Regions from separate parts of the Lactuca sativa genome. Here region 2 is linked to region 1. The links are chromatin contacts, called in public Hi-C maps. All regions are on one chromosome and are shown on one strand. The core of a region is the stretch at or near the end of the contact, and the rest is flanking DNA. Distances in the headings are between cores, read along the strand shown. Region 1 holds the start of LOC111887394 (beta-glucuronosyltransferase GlcAT14B). Region 2 holds the start of LOC111887398.

Evidence for each region. A called contact is a pair of places that touch in the nucleus more often than the background predicts.
Region 2: a contact with region 1 is called in a Hi-C map of leaf, with 8 times the contacts expected there. The contact joins the promoter of LOC111887398 here to the promoter of LOC111887394 in region 1. A contact is called at or near these places in 2 of 4 Hi-C or Micro-C datasets (leaf and seed).

The regions. Positions count from the first base shown.
Region 1 is chr8:90,238,838-90,243,469 of Lsat_Salinas_v11, reverse strand. LOC111887394 (beta-glucuronosyltransferase GlcAT14B) reads right to left here and starts at 2,194. Exons shown (of 5, transcript XM_023883563.3): 1 at 1,299-2,194; 2 at 892-967; 3 at 670-785; 4 at 248-604; 5 at 1-157. The coding sequence starts at 1,869.
Region 2 is chr8:90,400,253-90,404,884 of Lsat_Salinas_v11, reverse strand. It overlaps LOC111887398, which reads left to right and starts at 2,797. Exons shown (of 4, transcript XM_023883568.3): 1 at 2,797-3,132; 2 at 3,395-3,488; 3 at 3,578-4,331; 4 at 4,455-4,632. The coding sequence starts at 3,723. LOC122195319 (a long non-coding RNA gene) reads right to left here and starts at 3,578. Exons shown (of 2, transcript XR_006185609.2): 1 at 3,372-3,578; 2 at 2,910-3,156.

The DNA.
Region 1 (4,632 bases), core at 945-3,444:
CAGACACAATGTTTTGCATCAAAATCTTTGTCTGAAAGCATACCACCTATAAGTGTCTTAATCCTTTCAGCTCCAGGACCTGGTTTTAATTCAGTTACATTCTTGGCTATGCTTTCAGCTATGCTTCTATTTGTATCACTTCTTTCCAACCAACTTCCTGCATATATTATTTAAAATATATATATATTGATAAAACTGAGTTTCTTGATTAGAATTTAAGAAAATAGTTTAAAGAGAATGAGATTACTTGTGACAAAGCCATTGGGTTCTCTTTCAAGAAGTTGAGAGTCAATTTTGTCAAGCAATTCTTTATCTTCACCAAATTTTCTTGCAAAAGGGGCATTGCTTTCCAGCATTCTTTGATAATCATCAATGGAGAGAAAATGGGGGTGTTGTTTTGGTGGATTATCCCATGAAATGAAATGAAGATCATGATTTACAGTTGTGTTCTTGAATTCATCAGCATTGCAGATTACAGTGTGGAAATAGCCTTCTGGAGATGAAAGAAAGTTTGCATAATACATAAGAACAATTCTTGGAAGGTTATCCCATCCCCATAAACAGTATTCTATAAAGGGTCTTGAAAGCATCATCCATGCTGAACCTATAAAAATTAAAATCAATTTTATTATTAAAATCAATTTTCAAGAAAATGTGTTAATAAGTTACCTGTGAAGAGCTTGTAAGCAGTAGGAACACTTCTTTTTTGGGAGACCCAAAATACGTCTGATTTTTTAAGACTATATAGCCCTGGATCAATTATAACAGGTTTTGCTCTTTGGTATCTACAACACTCGGAAAAAGAAAAGATGAAGAACCCTAAAAAATTGTATTTTTATATTGAAAGATATAAAGAATTGTAGTAGTAAAAAGGTAAGAAGATGGACATACTCTTTCCAACCAATGTCACTTGTATGCTCGATAAAGTTTAGGTCTCTAGGCACAGTTGAAAATGTGTGAAGCAAATCTGTCAAAAATTACAATATGAGCCTTGAGTGAAGAAACAAGCACCAAAAGGGGGATATTTTAACTAATCGCTACACATTTTTAACGATGGATGTTTCCTTATATGATCATTGAAGCAATAAAGTTGGGCTTTCTTATTCGGTTCATGTCAACACGAATCAGAAAAGACATAGGAAATAATCCTTACCCATTTTAAGTATCGATTTTATTGACATTTTTCAAGACGAAGTTAGGAAATAGTACAGATTTTGCCAAAAAAAAAATACCATGCGGGACAATTGTTCGACGAAAGTCCTGAATGGACAAAGATAGTTAAATTGAGGATCACGTACCATCTTGGGTGACTAAAGGGTAATCAGAGGCACTCAAATTGATGAACCAATCCCAATCACCACCTTCCTTCAACAAAATCGCAGCAGCATGAAGCGTATTCGTAACCATAGTAGGTCCTCTATAAGTTACCAAATTAGACCTAGACACCACCCTGACATTACCCACTTCTTGAAACACAGCCTCGTTGTTCACAAAATCAACCAGCTCCAATCGTTCTTCAGCGGGAGATTCAAGGTCCAAATGCACAACGTACTGATTCAATGGATGATACAATGCCTTGAGCGTCCTTTTCAACGACTCAACATCACCACTCGAACCCGAGATCAAATACGCAAGTTTCGGTATGGATGAAACCGGTTTCGTGGGTGAGATGTACAGTTTTGATTCAACAAAAACTGGGTTTTGTTGGGTTTTGGACTTTAAAGGGGTTTGATGAAAAGGATTCGAAGTTGAAGTGAAGAACAGGGAGAAAATTACGAGGATTGATGAAGTGAGGAGAGACAAGATCAAAGGGAGAAACCATGTTTTCTTTCTCAAGGGTTTAACGGCGTTCTCCATTGATGAAAACATCAGGAGTTACAGTTAGGATAAAATTTGGGCATTCGGAGACAATGGTTTTGGGGGTTTTTTTTCTCGAAGTTTGATCCTGATATCGTCTTTAATCGATTAGGAGATTTGGGAAAGTGGAGAATGCGAAAAAGGTGATGTAATTAAATGCGAGGGTGATGATTATTCTTCGATCCAGCAAGAGAAAGGAATCTAGGGAGATAGTGCTCGTGAAGTTTGATTATTGCAAGAAAACGGACACATTGTGGTCTTCGCACAGGCACAGCAGTGAATAGTGATTAGTGAAGTATGTGGGGAGAGAAAGTGGTCTGTGTGGGCGTCAACTTCTGCTTCAATTTCGCATCAATAATTATATTAAAAAGGTTATCTTTTGACTTTTTAATATGATTTAATAATATTATATTAAGATATGCACGAATATACTTATATGTTTGTAATAACAAATTTTCATTCTTGATGTAGAGTAGTGATAGTTACAAGTTAATATAATGTATCCGTTTTTAAATTGAAGTTCAAGATTTGGAAGTCACTTTGTTTGGTACGTAAGTAAGAGATATGAAGAGAGTCGACATATTAATCTAAATACATCTTAGAGGTAGTGACGTACGATCTAATTAACATAAAAATTAAACAAGGTAATATATTATGATCATATCTTTATACCAAAGGGTGCCCTCAAGTCTAAATCCAAATACAAATCAAAGGGAAAATAAGGTTTGATTTTACCCATAATGAGATTCATGTAGTATAACTAAAATAAATATGAAAAAACTTCATTCGTTGAAATCGTAAATCAAAGGTAACAGTATATCCCAAAACCAAAATTGGAAAAATACTAAGGGAATTGAATCAAAAGCCGCAGTATAAACCGGGAAAGATCAGTGATTGATTTCTCTTTTAATCGATATATTTGATGGAATACTGGAAAATATGATATTTTATCAAATTATCAGTGTGAATTATTAGTGAGATTGCCTCTTTATACACTATATTGCATGTGTTTGCAACTTATTGATAAAAGTATATATTTTTGATATCTCTTAGTCCTCCGAGGGGAAGGCGTCCTAGTTAGGGCCTAATCGGGTATTTTTTTAGTATAGATCATAATTACGGAGCAAGCCGTGGTAAAGGGGGATATAAGAGGAAGCATCGAATGGAGATTCCCTCTCCAAGACGAGAAACATTTTGCCAGACTCCTTTCAAAAAGGGATCACACTTTGAGTTCTTATAAGGCTGGAGGGAGTGGTGTCGCACTCCCTCCCATTACCGCAGTTTTCTAAAACACCAAAGGGGTGGAAAGAAGAGAGAGAAAGAAGAGAGAGATAGAGAGAGATAGAGGAAGAGAGAAAGGAAGGGAGTGCTCCCTCCCATTACCGCACTCCCTAACCGCACTTCCAAAACCGCATGGAGGGGGCGGTGTTTCAGTGTCACATCAACTGAAACCGCAACTAAACCGCACCCTCACACCCTCCAGCCTAAGGGAAAGAATGATTTTGACAAATTAAAATTTAACCTTTTAAGTTTAAATTCTTGTTTGAACGTATTACTGAAATCGTCCCTATGGTTTGGTAAAAATTACTAGTTTAGTCCCTATTTTTTTTTTGCATTCGGACCGTCCCTAGGTTTTGGTTTTATTACGTCTTTCATCCCTATTACACATAAATAGACTATAACACCCTTTTCTATTTATATTATTAATTAATTAATTAAATGGGTCCAACCTAATTATATCCTTACACTTAACATCCCTATCATCAACACTTCTAACCCTAACACTACCATGGAAATCAATTCCAAATTCTCACCTCTCTGGTGAACCACCATACGCCACCATCTCCGTCGAAAAATCTCTTCCCTCCGGCAAGACCAAAACTCCAAGGAGACTAGAACACCAGCAAACAATAGATCACGCTCCTGTTTTTTCTTCTTTTCCATTATCAAGTCTGATGATAGAACACCACACACCACCACTGTAACGCCCGCGTTTCCAGGCTAGACATTATCGTTGATGTAATAGTCTAGGTTAACCCTTGTAACTCTTTTTGAAGTATTAATGATGAAATATGTGAGTATTATGTGAATTATGTGTTTATTTTCTTAATTATTATAATTTAATGAATTAAGAATAAAATGAGCGTCAAAATTAAAGTGTGAGATAAGCCTGATATCTTTGCATAAATATGTAGTGGTTGAAACAAGGATTCCGGAGATATAAATAATGCCAAAATCCGAGTTATAACGAAGAAGTTATGACTCGTCGAAGTTACGCAACAGAACCGGCATCGCTGAACGACGTAAAAAGTGAAATTTACGTTAGAGCGATATTTAGCCTTAGTGATATAAACGAAAGGCGTAGAGTTCGTTAAACCGAGAGTGTGCATAAAAAGAACGCCCAAATCTGACTTCGTATGAGGAAATTATGATTTTCCGAAGTTTCGACTTAGCAGTATGCAGTCCGAATACTCGATTTGAGACCGATAGGTTTTTAGCTGAAATAATCTAAACGAGAATCGAAGATCTCATTAATAGTAGTGAAACGAGAAAAATACAGGCGAAAACGGACGTCAGATGAAGAAGTTATGAATTTATAATGGAGTTTTCCTGTCCCAATCTACTAAAATTAAATAATAAAAATAAAGTCAAAATTAGCCGACGGAGTCTAAATGAAAGTTGTAGAGCGTAGTCTCACCTATGCGTGGATATAAAGAACGTCGGAAATGGAGTTCGTATGAGGAATATATGAATTTCTGAAATTTTAATAAATAA
Region 2 (4,632 bases), core at 1,548-4,047, 160 kb before region 1:
TTTTTTTCAGGGTGAAGATGAACCTTTCAAGCCTTACCCTCACCAATATCCTTTTTGCTACTCCATTAAGAGAGCTTCATCGTACATCATCGTTTTGACTTCATATTCCGCTTATGGTAACACCCTAAATTCCATATTTTATTTTTATCAATTATATAAAATCATAAAATGCAATACAAAATATTTGCATTTGTTCATTCTAGACATGGTCCCTGTTATAGCAAACAATTACATAAATGGTCCCAGTGAGTGACAATTAAATATTACAAAAAAGTGATTATGACATTAAATTGTTACATCAATGGTTTGTGTGACTGTATACTATTACAAAAACCAAATTTGTAACAGTTAACTGTGACAGAGACCATTTCAATATCAATTTACTCCCACATGGACGATTGTCGTAACAATTTTATAGTCAAAGGGTCCATTTAGGAAGTTGTAAAATGTGACGGAAACCATTTATGTAACAGTTTACTACAGAGACCATTTTCTGTAACTGTCTGGTAAAAGAAGTACTACAGAGACCATTTCTGTAACTGTATGGTAAAAGAAGTACCACATGAACCATTTATGTTGATGCAAATTGTACCGAAAACAACATTATAGTTTAAATTACAACTTCTGATCACTCTTTGAGTATGTTTATAATGATTATATGTTTACATAATTTTTAAAATGGTTATGTATTTTAAATAAAGTTATTTAATTCATTATTAATATGCATCATGATACAAATATATTGTCATTTCCTCATATTACTACAATGTAAAATTATAATATTTCTTACTAACACAATTTACTTAATATGCAGAAAAATGTTAATTTTGTAGTTTTATGTATTTTTCATGCAGTACAAGAGTAAGAATGTTATTTTCAACAACATAATAGCATTTTTAATTGATGATAGTTTTTAATTCATTAAACTTAACTAATTGTGAAACACCACATTTATGTTAAATAGTTAGTACTTTATTCATTTCGTCTGCGTCTAAGATATAACGAATCAATTTCTTACTAAAAATATATTTGAATTTGTTACATAAACAATATGCAACCTGTTTGTTTTTATGCTTCAAAGAGAAACGTTTTTGGTTTATAACTTTTTTCCCTTTTGGTATCCTCTTAATTATTATTTTTTATTGCATAACAAGCCTAAATTGTATTTTCTGTATGCAAGTTTCTCCAGCCTGAAACATTCTTCACAGTGACATGTCTCAACTGATGTAAGTAAGCAACATGCATATATGTTGTTCTTTTTCTGTTTTTGTTAATTAATTTTTCAGATTTCTTCCTTCTATTTCAAAGGAAATGGCAATGGAGTGAATTAATGAATGTCATTTGTTTGGAATCAATTGAAGCCTTCCAACCCCGCAAAACAAAAACCTTCACTAGTTAATTTATTATATTATATGTTATTTATATTGGTTTGTTGATGTTGTGTAATAGTATAGCTAATAAGTCTTATAAAAGCAACATTGTTAAACATTAGTTTGTTTTGTTTCAAATAAACTTAAAATGGATGTTGATATCGAAATAATTTAATTTTATTTCTGAATTTGAACATATCCCTAACGCTTGTTGGACAAAGTTACTGTGACTCCCACCAGACTACCATCTACAATCATCCAACCTTCGTTACCAATTGGGGGCTAAAATAGAAAAATACGAAAATCATTTCATATTTCTTATCTAAGACGTGCCGGGTAAATGCAATATAGGGCTAAAATTTTAATAAAATAGTGTTTTACATATGGTCTCTTGCGATTTTAAAATCAACTATCTCTCACTTCCCGCACGTTACAAAACAACGAAATATTCACTAGAATTCGTACCACACAAAAATATAATTCAGTTCGTTTTATCTAACGATTAGACGAATAAAAAATTACAAAAACATAGTAAAACATGTCATAAATCGTAGTAACTACGTACAAAACCGTAATCAAATTTACAATTTACATTGAAATAGTAAAAGAAATGACATATGCAATATGTGATTTCGTTTGTTCTAAAATGAGATTTTGTAGGGATCAGAAAATTATAGACACGAAACCGCATATTATATGTTTACCTTGCCTCAGTTGTTTGCAGTTTTGTGGGCTGTTTTTAAAAAAAACCCTAAAATTTGTTAGTCTGTTTTTTTGTAAATTTATGTTAAAAAAAACACCCTTTACTTTTAACACATGAACGTAGGGATGTTTGTTTGGATGGATCGGTTTGATCCGATCCAATCAAGTACATCCAAATTGATTTCGGTTTTCAAAATATGGATCCGAATTGTCCAAACTAAATTCAAATCCGATCCGATCCGATCCAATTACAACGGTTTTTATAATTCGGTTTTCAAAAACCAAAACATTTTAAAACGACATATAATTATAATATTATCCAACTTTACATAAGAAGCAAAAACAAATAATTTATTTGTGATTTGAAATTTATAAACAACTAATAAGAAGGTATATTATAGTTAAATATTTTATAGATACAAAACTTTTTAGAGAAATGCATATTAATGTTATTTTTATCGGGTGAAACATTTTGAACATATTTGAAAAAATAAATTACAAAATTAATAAATAATTATAGATATATATTTTAAATAGATATATAATAAATGTTTATTCGGTTTTTTTAGACTATTCGGTTCTTATTTTATAAAACAAAACCAATCCGAAATCCAAAATAATAATTTGATTTTGTTGAAAACCAATTCAAAAATCCGAATATCCGAACCAAATAATCCAATCCAAATTGTCCAATTGGATAATTCGGTTTTATCCGAACAATGAAACAGTCATACATGAACGAATCAGCATACACAACCTCTTTCAAAATTGAATCCCAAACACCCCCTCAATTCGACACAAGATCGGATCAGCATTCATACCTTTTTTTTTCAAAAATTGAAACCCCATTCAATCAAATACTCTCGCTCCAGGAATCCTCTCTCTGAAACCCTAAAGCGGACGCCAACCAACTACTCACCATCTCCGTAGCTACCATCCACCACACCAACGCAACGCATCTCTGTTTCCTTCCCTCTCTGTCTCTCTCTGCATCAAAATCATCATCGACGGGTCCACCATCTGTCTTCATCAACCACAGCCGATTCGCCTCTCTTACACGGTGAGTGTAGATCCACACTATCGTCTGTAAAAAGTTCGGTGAGATTGGATCTTAGAAAAGTTAACTTTTGTCTTGGTTTGATTGGTATAATAAAACTACTGTAATCGACTGGTTAATGGAACCCCTAAATTCTATAAGACGACTGCTATATACAAATAATATCAGTGGTCTAGCTTCCTATAACTCAATCGGGTGAAGCTTACAAATATTGGGTTTTAAACCTTACACCCTCTACTAACCTCAGTGGTGTTGAATCATGTAGGAGTTGGGTGAGTACTTCAATTGCAATTACACTACAGAAACAACAGAAGGGTATTTTGGGAACACGATTTTTAAGCTAAGTTGGGGAAGACGAGGTAATGAAAAAACAATTAAAGAATTGCGTCAAAAGGATAGGTATTGGATTGTAACTTGTACTTCATGCATTGAGTGTTGTACTATGCAGGGTAGCATACATCTCTTCAGATCATGTAAGAGCATCCTTTTCCACTCGCATTCTCAAGATCCAATCTTTCCATCTCCCGTAAATTGAATTCTTGAAATCGATCAATCAAAAACCCTAATTTCCTGATTCAAATTCCCAAACTTCGATGGCAAATGCTTGGAAGAAAGACCGATCCATTAAATTCGCCACCCCAAAAAGCATCTTCCTCCTCTTCTCCACTTCTCTCGTCCTCCTCACCTTCTTCTACCTCTGCACTCACACCACAACCTCATCAAACCCAAACCCTAATTTCAAAACCCTAATAAATCTCCCCAACTCACTAATCCAACCATTCGATTGCTACAAATCACCTCAATCACATCCAGTCATCGCAAACCTAGTTGAAGGCGTTAAGTATCCATTTCTCTACTCTCTATCTGATTTCGGAACATTACCTGATAAACCCCACAAGAACATCGTCCGGATCTTGAAAGGAAAGTTATTCAGAAGACCCGACATCTCTGTAACTGTTCAGGACTTATTGGAGAAGAAGAAGGCTGAAGGAAAAACCGGGATTTTCATTGATGTTGGAGCAAATGTAGGCATGGCTACCTTCGCTGCTGCAGTTATGGGGTTTAGGGTTTTCGCATTTGAACCCGTTCTTGAAAATCTACAGAGCATTTGTAACGGGATTTATTTCAATCGAGTTGGAGATTTAGTTAACGTTTTTGAAGCCGCTACTTCCGATCAAATCGGAAACATAACATTTCACAAGGTATGTTGACTATCGCCGTAATTGTTGAATGTCGATCATAATTCTATTAATTCATATCGTCTTTTCTTTCAAATACACAATTTGGGAATTTTGATAATTTGGGTTGTTTGGACTTGTTGTTAGTTGGTTGGAAGGCTTGACAATAGTGCAGTTTCAGCAACTGGTGCAAAGATGGCTTTCAAATCAAATGAAGAAATTGAAATGAAAGTGAGATCGATTCCTCTTGATAAAGTAATACCAGAGAATGAACACGTGTTGCTTTTGAAAATAGATGTTCAGGGTTGGGAGTATCATGTGTTGA